2 separate regions of the Mus musculus genome follow, and region 2 is linked to region 1. The links are chromatin contacts, called in public HiChIP or PLAC-seq maps. All regions are on one chromosome and are shown on one strand. Each heading gives the region's core, a stretch centred on a gene start, on an enhancer-like site or on the middle of the called end of the contact. The rest is flanking DNA. Distances are from core to core; before and after follow the strand shown. Region 1 overlaps Bcas3 (breast carcinoma amplified sequence 3). Region 2 holds the start of Bcas3os1 (breast carcinoma amplified sequence 3, opposite strand 1).

Region 1 (5,938 bases), core at 2,531-5,030:
ATACAATGAGTGACCAACTGAATGACAGCAGAGCAAGTAAGGCCTTTTGATTACAGAGAAGAGAAAGCACAGGGGAGCTGAGGGGATGTTAAAATCACTCCCTGTCCTCTGAGGACAGAGAAGGTCTCCTCACTGACCCTCGCCCTCTCTCCTTCAGGGTAAGGAGGCCTGAAGGCAGGGAGCCGATGACCCATGATAGGCAGTGAGAAAATCCTTTTGGTTTTGAGGAATGAGGGCTGCACACCACTTCATCCACCTGTGAGGAACCCGTCTTGACCAGGAAAGAAGGAAGTCCTGGAAAGTGGAGTCTCCATGTCCCTCAGTACTTCTGGATGAGGGATGGCTTGGGGCACTAGGAGCTGAGAAGGTCCTTTGGCTCCAGGCAGTCAGTATGTAATTACTCAGCTAGAAAAACACCTTATGATCCTCTTTAACAGCAGCTGCTGGCCGGGGAGAACGTTCAGTGACTAGTTAGTGTTCAACACCCTGATTTAGTGGCTTTGAGGCTTTTGCTTATCTGACTCTTGGCCACAAGGCATGAAGACATTCAGATTTTTCCTCTTTTAATTTTCTACTACACTGCATGTATATATGTACGTACAGATGCATGCACACACACCACAGCAGTGTTACAGTTGAGGTCAGAGGACAACTTGCAGGAGTCCCAGATATCAAATTGAGCTCACCAGGCATGGCGGCATGTGCTTCTACCCAACTAACCCATCCCTCCTTCCCTCCCTCCCTCCCTCCCTCCCTCCCTCCCTCCCTCCCTCCCTCCCTCCCTCCCTTCCTCCCTCTCTCCCCCCTCTCCCTCTCCCTCTCCCTCTCCCTCTCCCTCTCCCTCTCCCTCTCCCTCTCTCTCTCTCTGACACAAGGTTTCTCTGTGAACACAGTGAACTCACTCTATAGACTGGGCTGGTCTCAAACTTGGCCATTTACCTTCCTATGCCTCCTGAATGCTGGGCGATGCACTATTACCTCTTGGCTTTTTTTCTCTTGAGAATAGGTCTTCTTTTGTAGCTTAGGCTGTCTCTGAACTTATAATACTCCTGCCTTCCCCTCTCTACTAGCTAGGTTATAGGTTCATGATATTGTACATATTTATAAGTGTTGCCTTTCTAATGCTAGCTCTTTTTTTCAAAGCTTATCCCCAGCATTCACTCTTTAAAGAGTACTGAATATAACTGAACACACTCTGAGGGAACATTTCTATATGGCTCCCTGAGGGACACTTCGAGAATCAACAAGCCACCATAAGAGAGACACTGCACATGCCCTTGCACAAAGGGACCCCTCCTCTTCCTGGACATTTCCTTCCCCCGTAGCAATGATTTTACACCTACTGAATCAATGGGTGCTGATAGTTCTGATGAGACAGGGTTACAGTTTAGCCTTTCTACTATTCTATATTTTGGCAAAATCTGACTCTTTCTTCTTGAAACTGACAGGGACAGCTACCAACCCTGGGTCTCATTAGCACCCATCCTGCCTCAAATGCAGGCTGCATTGCTTTCACCCCAGCTCAGCCTCTTTAAGAAGGAACCGCAGTAGTTCCACTACAAAATGGTGCAAGGGAGCCACCTAAAAGGGTGGGCGGTCTTCGTAAATGGACAGGAAACAGAAGATGAATATTGGGCGGATGACAGACCCCTTCACTGGCCTTCAAAATACAAGCTGTTCTATTAAACATAGGGCCATTATGCTGGCTGGCCATCCACTTTAAACCCCACAGTGATTAAAATGCTGGCAGGAAATGAAAGCTCTCTATTGAAGGTCCTTCCCTGAGGTCCTAATTTCAAACCAACTTTTACAGCACCGCACAGGAACAAAGGAGGCCCAGTCTTCTCAGCCCTCTCTTTGTCACTTTGGACAAAGACACCCCCTCATATTCCTCAAGGAACAATGGCCTCTGTAGAGCCATAGCCACGCCAAGAATGGGCACAAACCATACAGCAACACATTTTAAAAATACATTTTACACTGCCCTTGACATTTCAGATAAATAGAAACCACTGCGTTGAAATTCCAACTATTCCATCCTTTCCCTCCACCCTTCGTCTTTATAATGAGAATTTTCCCATTTTCCCAGTCTACTTGATCTTTGGCATTCTGGCCTCTGTGACTGGAGGACACAGACGAGTAGTCAAATAAATGAATTATTCAGATAATTACATTCTATTAAATAATCACCGTAACTGAGACAATCGCATGGTTTTTCAGTACACAGTAAGGAGACAAGGTCGCCTCCAAACCTTTTAAAATTGATGTCACTCTTGGGCCATCTGTACTCCACAGCACAACATAAGCAAGGCAGGAAAACATGCTTATCAGAATGGAATTTTCTTTTTCTTCACTAGTTGTTGTTTCGGGGTGGCCTTTTGTTGTTGTTACATTTTTTTTTTCCTGCTTCTTCCTCAAACAGCTTTTGGGTTTTTACTTAACCTCCCCAGACTCACCCTTCTACACAGGCGATGTTTACTTGGGGTTGGCAAGCTGGGAGCAGCTGCTGGTTTCGGAGGGATGGAACAGGAGCCCACATGTTTAACACGGGTGCAGTCTGGAAGGTGAGGTATTACTCGGGGTATCCCTTGTTGAGAATACACATTAAACATCTAAAGGATCGACCCGGGGGTCCATGGGAGATGCCATGTGGTTGTTCTCTGCTGTTTCTTTCTTTCTGTTTCTTTTAGCATTTTGTCTGTAGCAACAAAGCTGCTCCTGGAGCACTTCCGTCGGATGTGTGCCATGTGTCTGCAGAGAGAACTCAGTGGGCTTCCAAAGGTTCCGAGTTCAAACCCCAGCAACCACATGGTGGCTCACAACCACCTGTAATGAGATCTTACGCCCTCCTCTGGTGCGTCTGAAATCAGCTACAGTGTACTCATGTACAATAATAAATAAATCCTTTTAAAAAAGAAAGAAAAAGCCACAAGGAAATATTCCTGAGGGTGGTCACTGTAATTGTGTTTATGAAGCACAAGGATGAACAGCACTCTATAGGACAGAGGACTGTGGGTGCTCCTGGGCTAGCAACCGGGAACAAGACTAAGGGTTGTGTTGCCCATATTCATAATCTTGAATTGGCTCCCATCTGTCAGAACAGTAACAATGACTACTACACTAAGTGCTATGGTGAGCAGTCGATGACTGGACACGCCTGTGCCTGTGCGTTACCCATTACTGCTGATGAGCAGAGCAGACATGTGCACTGAAGAGCAGGGATGAGGAACACAGGAGACAGAACCACTGATACAACAGGGCGAGGATAGGGAAGGAAGCAGGACCGAACTCTTTGTGCATTGAACAGTTTGGGGTCCTGTTTTAGAAGCAGCGACTCTGTTGTAATTATTTGGAGTCTGGCTGAGATGGCATCTTGATCTACACAGGACTCACCTGTTTAGTCACCTGGTCATCTGACACATTTAGGAAGTGCCTACCATTAGGAGTGCTAGAAAGAATGAACTACACAAATGCAGGAACACATCCTACAGAAGCTAAAGGGAGCCAGAAGTTAGGATTGTACTAGGTGCACATCTCAATTGACTCTTCAGTGGGGAAGAAGTCCAAATTCTATTGGTCTGCTGGGGAGAGATTGCCAGGAGCTTTGGGAGAATAACTCCTTTCTCCTTTGATCCTCTGCTCCCGAATATGAGCACAGACTGAGGGCTCAGGGACCATGAACCTACTCAGCTATGGGCTAAGAAGAGGTGAGCGTAGAGCACTAGCAACTTTCCATTTCCCACTTTAATACTGGGCAGAGCAGGCTGTGCCTGCTTGCCAAGGGCTTAAGAACAGGAAAGAGGCATAGCCTGGCTCTCACTGGGCCCAAAGCGGGGCAGGCCTGACAGCATGTGGGAGTAATCACCAACAGCAATTTGTTCCCCGTATGTCAAGGTCATCAACGTTCCTGCTGGGGAGCTGTTTCGGCCACGGCACCAGTTCCTGAGGATCACACAGGATCACCTATGGTGTTTGTCTGCCACTTCCCTCTACTGGCCTTCTCCAGAACGTTCTCTCTCTCTCTCTCTCTCTCTCTCTCTCTCTCTCTCTCTCTCTCTCTCTCTCGTGGTCTTGTTGGCCAATGGACAGTTCTATAGCTGCTCACTGTGTGGGGCCCACCAGAAGACCAGCTGGATTTGTTGAAATAAAACAAATTTTCCTTCCTTCCTAAACCACTTTTCCCCTCTGGCTGCATGGCTCTTAGGCAACACTGCTCTGCCTTGGGAAGGCGGGAAGAGAGAATTTGCTGTTTGTTTTGTTGCTTGCCCCTCCCCCCCCCCTTTAAGGCAGAAAAGAGAAAAACATCACACGTCTTTTCATATTTCCAAGTTTTGTGAATTGAAGAGAAAGCCAGGTGTAGCTGTTGCTTTTGGAACAGTGGCCTGAAGAGCTGAGGCAGGTGGCTGGCAGTCTATGTCTCAGTGCCCACTCCCTCCTTTCAGGCTTGGGCCTTGATTTCAGAGGGACTCAGCATTCCTAATACTCTCTTCTATCAGCCTGACTTTTTTTTTCAAATTTAAAAAATTTACTAGTTTCCACGCTCAGCTGACGAAAAGACGAACTGATATGGTGGGAAGTAGACCTGAAGGGAGGAAACAAGCCACTGTGTTTTCAAAGCAATTATATTCTAGAAATATTTAATGAAACAGCTATAAATCCTGCTTTTAAGAAAGTCACAGCAACCAATCTTGTTATTTTTAACATGGGTATTTTGGGTTTGAAAGATTCCACTTCAAGTTTCCCAAATTCAAGTTTTTCACATAATGCTTGGTCTGATACGTGTGGGAAAAAGGGACAAATCCAAACATGGAATATTATTTTTGAAAAATCCTGCACTATATGTAAAGGTCCCGTAACATGGGATATCTGAGTCTTCTGAACTGTTCACATGACCTCCCTTCTATTTATAGGCTGCAGCAATTCCCATTTGAATATGGAGGGATACCTTGTAGGAGAGCTTGGTTTAGTGCAAATAAACTTGAGGAAAGTGTTGACTTAAAAATAAAATGCTGGAGAGCATGGAGCGCTTCTTCCCCTCTGTGAAAATTTCCGTTATAGTTGTAAACAAAGGCAGGTTTGGCTCCCGAGGAGGCTCAGCTGAGCTGAGGAGGGCTAGGAGCACATCAAACCTCCCAGGGTGAGGAAATGTTTGTAAAACAGTTAGTAAATCACAGGCTGCTTGGGTCACCATGCTAAACAGCCGGGGACAGACTGCCAAAAGCCCAGCTGGGAACCAAGGGGGCTAGGCATGGCTGCACAGCCTGAACCCCTACTCCTAATGGTCTACTGGTTCCATCCCTCTGCCTCATTAGAGCTTCTGTGGCCATGGCTCATCACTGCTGTCCCCTATGGGAAGCCAAGATGGGACTTCTCCAGAGGGACACTTACTTAGCCCTTGGGTCCTAGGGACAAGACTGAGGGTTCCAGCTGGAAGCAAGAACAACCACCAGTGAAAAGAAGAGCATTGGCAGAGATGGAGCTAGAGTTGCTGGGAGTTACAAACTACCTTTTAAGTGTGTATACTTACTACTTCCCCACAGAGGCCATGCGGTTTCCCTCGGTTCTTCTGCAGATTTTCTAGGAATGTGGAACCAGTAAGCTGTTCAAAAGCTCACTGGGCCTCCTCTTCTCCACAAAGAACTGCCCAATGAATACACTCTAAAGTCTTGCTGCAGTGGGGTTTGATGACTAACATTCAGTTCTCTTCCTCCAAAAAAATACCTTCTTAAAACGGTGTATTTGTTTTCTACAGTGAAAGCAGTCTGCCCATGAACTGCTACTGTGTACTACAGCTAGGTTATGAATGCAGAATAAAAAGCAGCCTTCAAAGGAGAAGGATCGTGTAGATAAAATGAATGTGGGATACACAGAAGGATGTACCCTTAAAAAAAAATGAAGGAGAGGGGAAGGGAAGGAAGGGGAGGCAGGGGGAGCAGAG
Region 2 (6,851 bases), core at 1,049-3,548, 43 kb before region 1:
TTTTCCCTTTCCTATAGGATTATCATTTGATTATAGAGTAACTGCTGAATTACTCTATTGGGTTTATCCTTTTATTTCCCATCACTGCCGACTTAGGTACAGACTGAAACCAGGGTTTCATGTGCTCAGCAAGTGCTTGGCAGCTGAGCTACACACCCAGTCTGCATTCCCCCGGACTTTCCAAACAGCAGCTACATGGCCTCTAGAGAGGCCAAGGCAGAAAGATGAGTGTTCAGCTTTGTCCTTTCAATTTATTTTGTTTGTCTTTTGTTTTTGAGACTGGGTCTCACTTTGTAGCCATGGCTGGCCTAAAACTCATTATGTATATAGGGGCTGGCCTTGAATTCATAGAGATCTGCCTGCTTCTGCTTCCTGAGGGCTGGGATTCAAGTCACCATACCTAGCTTTGTCTCTCTCCATTTCTTACCTTTTCTCAATATACTGTATAGCTCGCATAGAAATGGTGTGAATAGACACCCTTGTTTCATTTCTCTTCATAAAAGAAACCTCAAGTGACAGGTGGTGGCACACACCTTTAATATCAGTGCTCAGGAGACAGAGGCTTAGAGCCAAGGCTACTGAGGGAAAACATGTCTTGGAAAACCAACAAAACAACCCCCCTAAAGAACAAAACCACCTCTGGCTTCATAAAACCAAAACAAAGCCCACCCTAAACACTAGGGCTCTGCCTGTTTCCTTCTATCTTTGAATCGTTAAACTAAGCCTAAAGTGCCGAAGAGTCATGCTAACGCCACACCAGTTGCTATGCCATCTCCGGATACCTCCGAAAGAACACATTCGAGGCGTTGGTAGTCCAGGCTAGCCTTAGAATACTGGAGGTAGCCAAGGTGCTCTTAAACTTCTGATCCTCCTGTCTCAGCCTCTCAAGTTCAAGGGCGATTAAGCATGAACCTCTGTGCCCAGATTCTAGAACCAGAAGCCTGCCAGGCTCTGGCCCAGCTGTGACCCCTGACTCAGGCATAGCTAGTTCAAACAAGAAGGTTCAATCTATTCCTGTGCATTTATGCGAAGACCAGCATGTCCACCCGAGATCATGAAGATGGTCCCATCCAACAGCACATCAGTTACCATTTTAGGTTTTGAAACTCGGGGGGAAAACATGCAGGGAAGAAATAAACAGCTTTTTTTTTTTTTTAATGTAATAACTGAAGAGTAATGAGGTTGGAAAACAGATGTGGACAGAGGGGAAATCTTGCTACAGTGTGGCCCACACAATCTGGGGAGGAATGATAAAAAGAAAAAACAACACAACTTTACAAGCTGTTTTGAGCCTGGAATTAAAAGGAGTAATCAAGCAAGGCTGCCTTATAAAGGGTCAAGGGGTAGCATCCTGCAGCGGAGAATAAGCAGAGCCCCTGCTCCTGGCCAGCTCAGGCCTCAGCCTGGGAAGAAAGGCTTCCCGGGGCAGCAGCTCTGCAGAGCAGATTCTTGATTCAGTGTTTAATAACTGCCATCTAACCTCCTTCCCCTGCCCACCCGCTCCCCAGGGAGGTACTTCCCTAATGGGTTAGCCCTTTTTAGTCTGGTTTTAGTCTCTGGCTCTTTATATTCTGAGTCGGGCAAGGGGGGGTGGGGTGGGGACCTCAGTCTATTCCTGTGACTTCCAGGCAAAATGTGTCAAATTAGATAAATGTGTCCGAGGCTGGGTTGCGAGCAGAGCACACTCACTCTTTCAATGGTCTCTTCCCACACCCCTTTCACCATGTCTGCCTCTCAGAGTCTATTCAAATGCATAAAACAATTCCAACTGAATCTTCACATGGGGTGTCTAGGGTTTTTTTGTTTGTTTGTTTGTTTGTTTGTTTTGTTTTTGTTTTTTTAAGCTTAGTATACATCACATTTGGGGAGCAACAGAGAGATGTGAATAGAGAGACCCCCAAGCCTGCCCTGTTTCTGAGGTTACCCACAGGAAGGCAACTCCCTTCTACGCCTGTGGCATTGTTTTGTTTATTACGCAGTGACTGTCAGGACACTTATCAGTTTACTAAACTGTGTTAGTCTGTACAGAGTGTCTCCCGACGTGGGGCTGTGAGAGAGCAGCCGTTGCAGTTGTCTGACTTGGCTTCTGAAAGCCTTCAACTACTGAAGTCCAGCCAGCATCTAATTTTACCCGTGAGTTCCAGGAGAGAAGAAAGCTGGTGGGAAGATTACAGAGTTCCTTGAAGCCCTGACCTACAACAGGAAGAGAGTTGTCAGCCGTCATGTCTCTCACCCTAAATTCCAAGGCAAACAACAGTGGCTGAACATTTTATAACACGTTCCCATTGTAAAATTGCATATTCCAGAAACCCGATGCTGGCTCCCTCATTTTCCATAGACCTCATGTAAGTACCAGCGCATGATCTTAAACTGAATATTTTTACTTGAGCTTTTCACTTCCAATTTGTCGAATGTACTTTGGCTTCTCTGACTTTCTTGTAAGGCGGTGGCAATCTGTTTTCACACTAACTCTTGTATGCATTCGGCTCATATCACTGAATTGGCGACCTGGGAATCTCTGAGGACACTGGTGTAAACGAATCACCACCGGGGTCTCAGGGGCTTTCTGTAAAGAGCGGGAGAAGGAGACTTTCCAGGTCTTTCGGCTCACCCGTCAGCAAGTTACTTCACTTCTCCTACACTCACCTGTGAAACGGGTGTATGAACAGCCGCGGCAGGGCAAATGTGAGGACTGATGACAGCCTACTTCGAGGGAGCTGCGCACAGTGCTTAACACAGAGAGGCATTGTCAAGTCTGTCCAAAGCAATGGGGAGAGTACCCACAGTCCTGCTCGGTGAGATGCCACAGTGGCACTCCTTTGGACAAAAGATGACCTCAAGTGCCCTAGAAGCACTAAGGGGATCAGCCAACAGGAGAGTTGGAGAGATAGGGGGTGTCTGGTGTCTACGGGAGATCTCCAACCTGATTGCCCTAGGCCAGGAATGGACAAGTGCCCACTCGAAGGCTGGTGCCCTTGGAACAGAACATGAGCCTCTTAGAAGTAGGTTGATGGAAAGGAAAAAACAAAATGGCTGGAAAAGTTCAACAGGTTCATTGAGCTCCAGATGCTAACCAACCTGCTTTCAGGGGTAGCACTTCCCATTGTTGCCAGAGACCGGTAAAGGACGGTAACAGACAACCTCAGCTTGGCCTGTGAGACAGATCACCTGGGCCCAAGCCCTGCAGCAATTACTGTGCTATGAAAGGCGGAGCTGGACTCTAATAAGTGAGAACAAAGAGCCAACCACCCTGGAACATTTAGCAGACCTCTGGGTCATTATCTGGCTCAGTTTCAGTGTTCTCAAATTCTGTGTGCTCTCGAGAAGAATGGAGATCCACAGATTAGTCCTCTGGGCACCCCTTATTATCCTCAGGTCCCTTCAAAATAAAAACACAAGTAAAAGTAAAACCCATCTAGCAGCTGCTACTACTTCAGCACTGACAGCATACTGGGTGCTACCTTTGCAAGAGGGAACCAGTTAGAAAGGGCTCAGATATAGAAAAGTGATATCCAGTACCAGCCAGGGAACAGCAAGGTTCTTTCTGGCACCCAAACAAGCTCTTTAGGAGAGAAGGGCTGTGCATACATAGACCCTTGGGTTTAAGAAGGAAACTCATCATCTAATCAGAAATGAAACAAGAATCCTCAAGAGCTCAAGGCTCATGGCAACATCTGTCAGTCTAGAATGGATTAATAAAATTACAAGGGATGGTAAAAATCTTATCTCAGAGGAATTACAAACACAAGTCCATATGCTACAACAGGATGGGACAGTCAGTGGTCAATATTTGGCCAGTGTTCTCTGTTTCCTCCCCTGTAAGACCAGAACACATGACAGAGGGCATATCCCAGGCCCATCACCCTTATTAGAAGGCCAGGGCGTAAGGAGTGAGCATCTTTCTGCTATAATACTTAATCCATTTTGTGATGTGTTCATGGGAATTTTGGGGAAGACCCTGCTGGAAGGAGGGCTCGTCAGAGGCGAGGGGCACGAGCACATGAATGAAGCTAGGAAGGTAAGGCATGCTAGGGAGATGCTTAGTAACAAGTCTGTCACACACACAGGGCTCCTCTAGGCAAGAAGTGGGAGTCGAGACGGAAAGCATCAGTTAGAACTGAAGTGGAAACAAGAGTTTGGGAAGTGTGTGCACACGGCATGTGCATTTCACTGAACAGTCATGAGCCCCCTGAGCAGCTTGTTGCTCGTGTTTGAACAGACTAAACGAAGGTCTCATATTTGTTGCAAGGCTGTCACTTCTTGGATTATATGATGGGTGGTCCCAGATCCATTTCTTCCATCATACCTCAATTGAGACATTATTTAAAGGCAGCAACATATAAGTCAACTGTCTTTCATCTCTAGGATGGAACCCCAGGGTCCTGAACATGTTACACAAACCTTTACCACTGAATTATGTTCCTAACCCTTGGCTTTGAAAGACAGTGTATGTTAGACTTGAACTTGCTAAAAGCCCTGGATGGCCTTGAGCTGACAATCCTCCACCTCCAACTCTAGAATGCTAGGCTCACAGGTATGTACCACCATCTGGTTCATTAAGGTTTTTGAGGAGAAAAATGCGTTGACATGAGAAAACTTCAGTTATTTTGGTTAAGATTCTTGCATGACTACTGGAGTATTCTAGTTAGGAGAGATTGAGTATATTTGTAAAGAAATGATTGAGTGCATGTGAAGAAATGACTGAAGATGTGTCAAAAGCCAGGATCAGTCTCTTTATCAGCTATATCATTTTTGTGCTGTTTTCTAAGCTTTAAGGCAAACATCTAGAGGTTTTTGAGAGGACCTGATGACTTTCATGGAACCATACTTAAGAACTACACTGAGTTCTTGCCTTTCTGCAGGTTGACGCCTGGGGTTGCTAATAGTTCTTGGGCCATAGGACAGAAATAACCCTAAACCTCTTAGGTTCCTTATGAAGTGACTGTTTTATGTGGCCCTGTCTCCAGCTGGCATTACCATCTAACTCCTCTGTGCCTTCCTTGGCTATCTCCAGCTGGCATTACCATCTAACTCCTCTGTGCCTTCTGGCTATCTTCAGCTGGCATTGCCATCTAACTCCTCTGTGCCTTCCTTGGCTATCTCCAGCTGGCATTACCATCTAACTCCTCTGTGCCTTCTGGCTATCTTCAGCTGGCATTGCCATCTAACTCCTCTGTGCCTTCCTTGGCTATCTCCAGCTGGCATTACCATCTAACTCCTCTGTGCCTTCCTGACTCAGCGTCTTCAAAGGAACCAGGCAGACATCGATCTCTGACACCTTGAACTCCCCAGACAAAGACATCCACAGAAAGCAAACCAGAGAAGAAACTGCTTAGGGCTTGATGGCAAGAGACTTAATGACCTCTGTAGGGTGGTCTAGGTCAGGGCCTCTGAAAGTAAATCTACAACTTTCCTGTCAAAAAGTGCCTCCATCGCATAAAGCCACCGGGCCACTTGGCTCATGCCTACCAGCAGAGGTTGAGGGTGTGGTGGGTAACATACAGTCACTAAGGAAGGTTTAAGAAAAAGTCAGAAAGTATAATATAAAGGATATAATTGTGATTTGGAGGTTCAGAAATCTGTTTAACCAGGATCCATTTTTAAGGGGAATGAGTGGTACAGTCTTTAAAAGTCTAGGAGGAAATATGTATACAGTAGCTTGCCAAGAAAACCATCAAGAACTCAAGTTTCCTTCAAGTTAAAGCCCATCACTTAATAAAATAATAAGGTATCATTCACTGAACATCTAAACAAATTGCTAGGATGTTACCACAAACAGCTCAGGGAAGAGAATACTGTGGTGAGCTTCCCACATAAGCAGCTACAGCAGAAATCCTCTAAACCCTACACACAGTATGGCTAAAACAGTCTATAAAAGAATGCTGAAGAACGACCTTTCTGTTGGAAAAGCTTCGCCCTCAGCAGACACAGCAGTAAAGCCATCTACCCAGGGAGAGGTACGGAGCCAAGTCTCCTCTGATTTCAGGGCTGACACCTACTCCTTGCTCATGAGGATATGCACACTGTGGTGCAGAAGTCTCTGCCTCCCTAGTAGCTGCATGTGATGCTTTGGCAACAGTGGCATGGAGAGGAAACAGGAAAGCAGAATGCAGAGCCAAATAGAGCATGGCTGGGGAAAGCAGTTTAGTCCCGCTCATCCAACTGCCCTCCTTCCTTCCTCCCCCCCCCCCCCCCCCGACTCTCTGAGACAGTATCTCAGTACACACCTGGGGCAAGCTTGTACCCTGTGATCCAAGGCTTCTGTCTCCCAGCTGCTGGGGTTACACACCCACCCAGTGCATCCAGCCTCAGGTTCTCTGCGGCACGTCTAACCTCAAGGTCTCTTCTTACCTTGTCCGAGGTAACCCAGAGGTGAGTAGTGACCCCCTGTGCTTGGGTTCTGATCCTTGGCAAATCCTATGTGAGATTAGCTTGGGAAAGTATTTGTGACAAGTGACAGAAGACGGAAACCGCTGATATTTTCATCCACTTCTGGGGTGGAGAAAAAGGTGAAGGATCTTCGCTGATCTCTGGTAGTTGAGAGCAAGCAACATACGAAACTTCAATAAGTCATTGTGCTCCTTCTGAGGCAATTACAGCTTTTTGAGAAAAATGTTCCCCAGTGCCTTGAGAACAAACTCAGATTAATGTAATGAAACAAGAGGCCCACAGAGGAAGGTATCAGGAAAAAAATAAGTGAGGTGACAAAATAGGTCATTTCACAGTGACCAGGCAAAATACAGGAACTGAATGATATAAGTTGGAAAAAAAAACCAAAAAACAAAAAAGTTCTCACTGAAGTCACATGAGCTTGCAGTTGACTTTTTTTTAGGTAAATGATGGCTTTGTTA

Evidence for each region. HiChIP or PLAC-seq counts read pairs in DNA pulled down with a chosen protein or histone mark.
Region 2: a KLF4 HiChIP or PLAC-seq map of embryonic fibroblasts shows a contact between it and region 1, with 14 read pairs. The contact joins the promoter of Bcas3os1 here to the enhancer-like site in region 1. A contact is called at or near these places in 3 of 39 promoter capture datasets (cranial neural crest, frontonasal cranial neural crest and maxillary cranial neural crest), 4 of 484 Hi-C or Micro-C datasets (the N1E-115 cell line, bone marrow-derived dendritic cells, nephron progenitors and 1 more) and 5 of 115 datasets of contacts at active chromatin or transcription factors (the HPC-7 cell line, bone marrow-derived macrophages, embryonic fibroblasts and 2 more).

What each region holds. Positions count from the first base shown.
Region 1 is chr11:85,674,698-85,680,635 of GRCm38.p6, reverse strand. The region is part of intron 22 of Bcas3 (breast carcinoma amplified sequence 3); the gene reads right to left. Among named protein-coding and RNA genes, the nearest start is that of Bcas3os1, 42 kb to the left of the region's middle. Within about 2 kb of position 3,780, at least 20 of the 459 cell types and tissues checked have an H3K27ac peak or open chromatin away from gene starts, as enhancers often do.
Region 2 is chr11:85,715,191-85,722,041 of GRCm38.p6, reverse strand. It overlaps Bcas3os1 (breast carcinoma amplified sequence 3, opposite strand 1), which reads left to right and starts at 2,298. Exons shown (of 6, transcript NR_045875.1): 1 at 2,298-2,345. All of the region lies in intron 22 of Bcas3 (breast carcinoma amplified sequence 3), which reads right to left. RefSeq lists enhancers at 1-3,971, 5,660-6,851.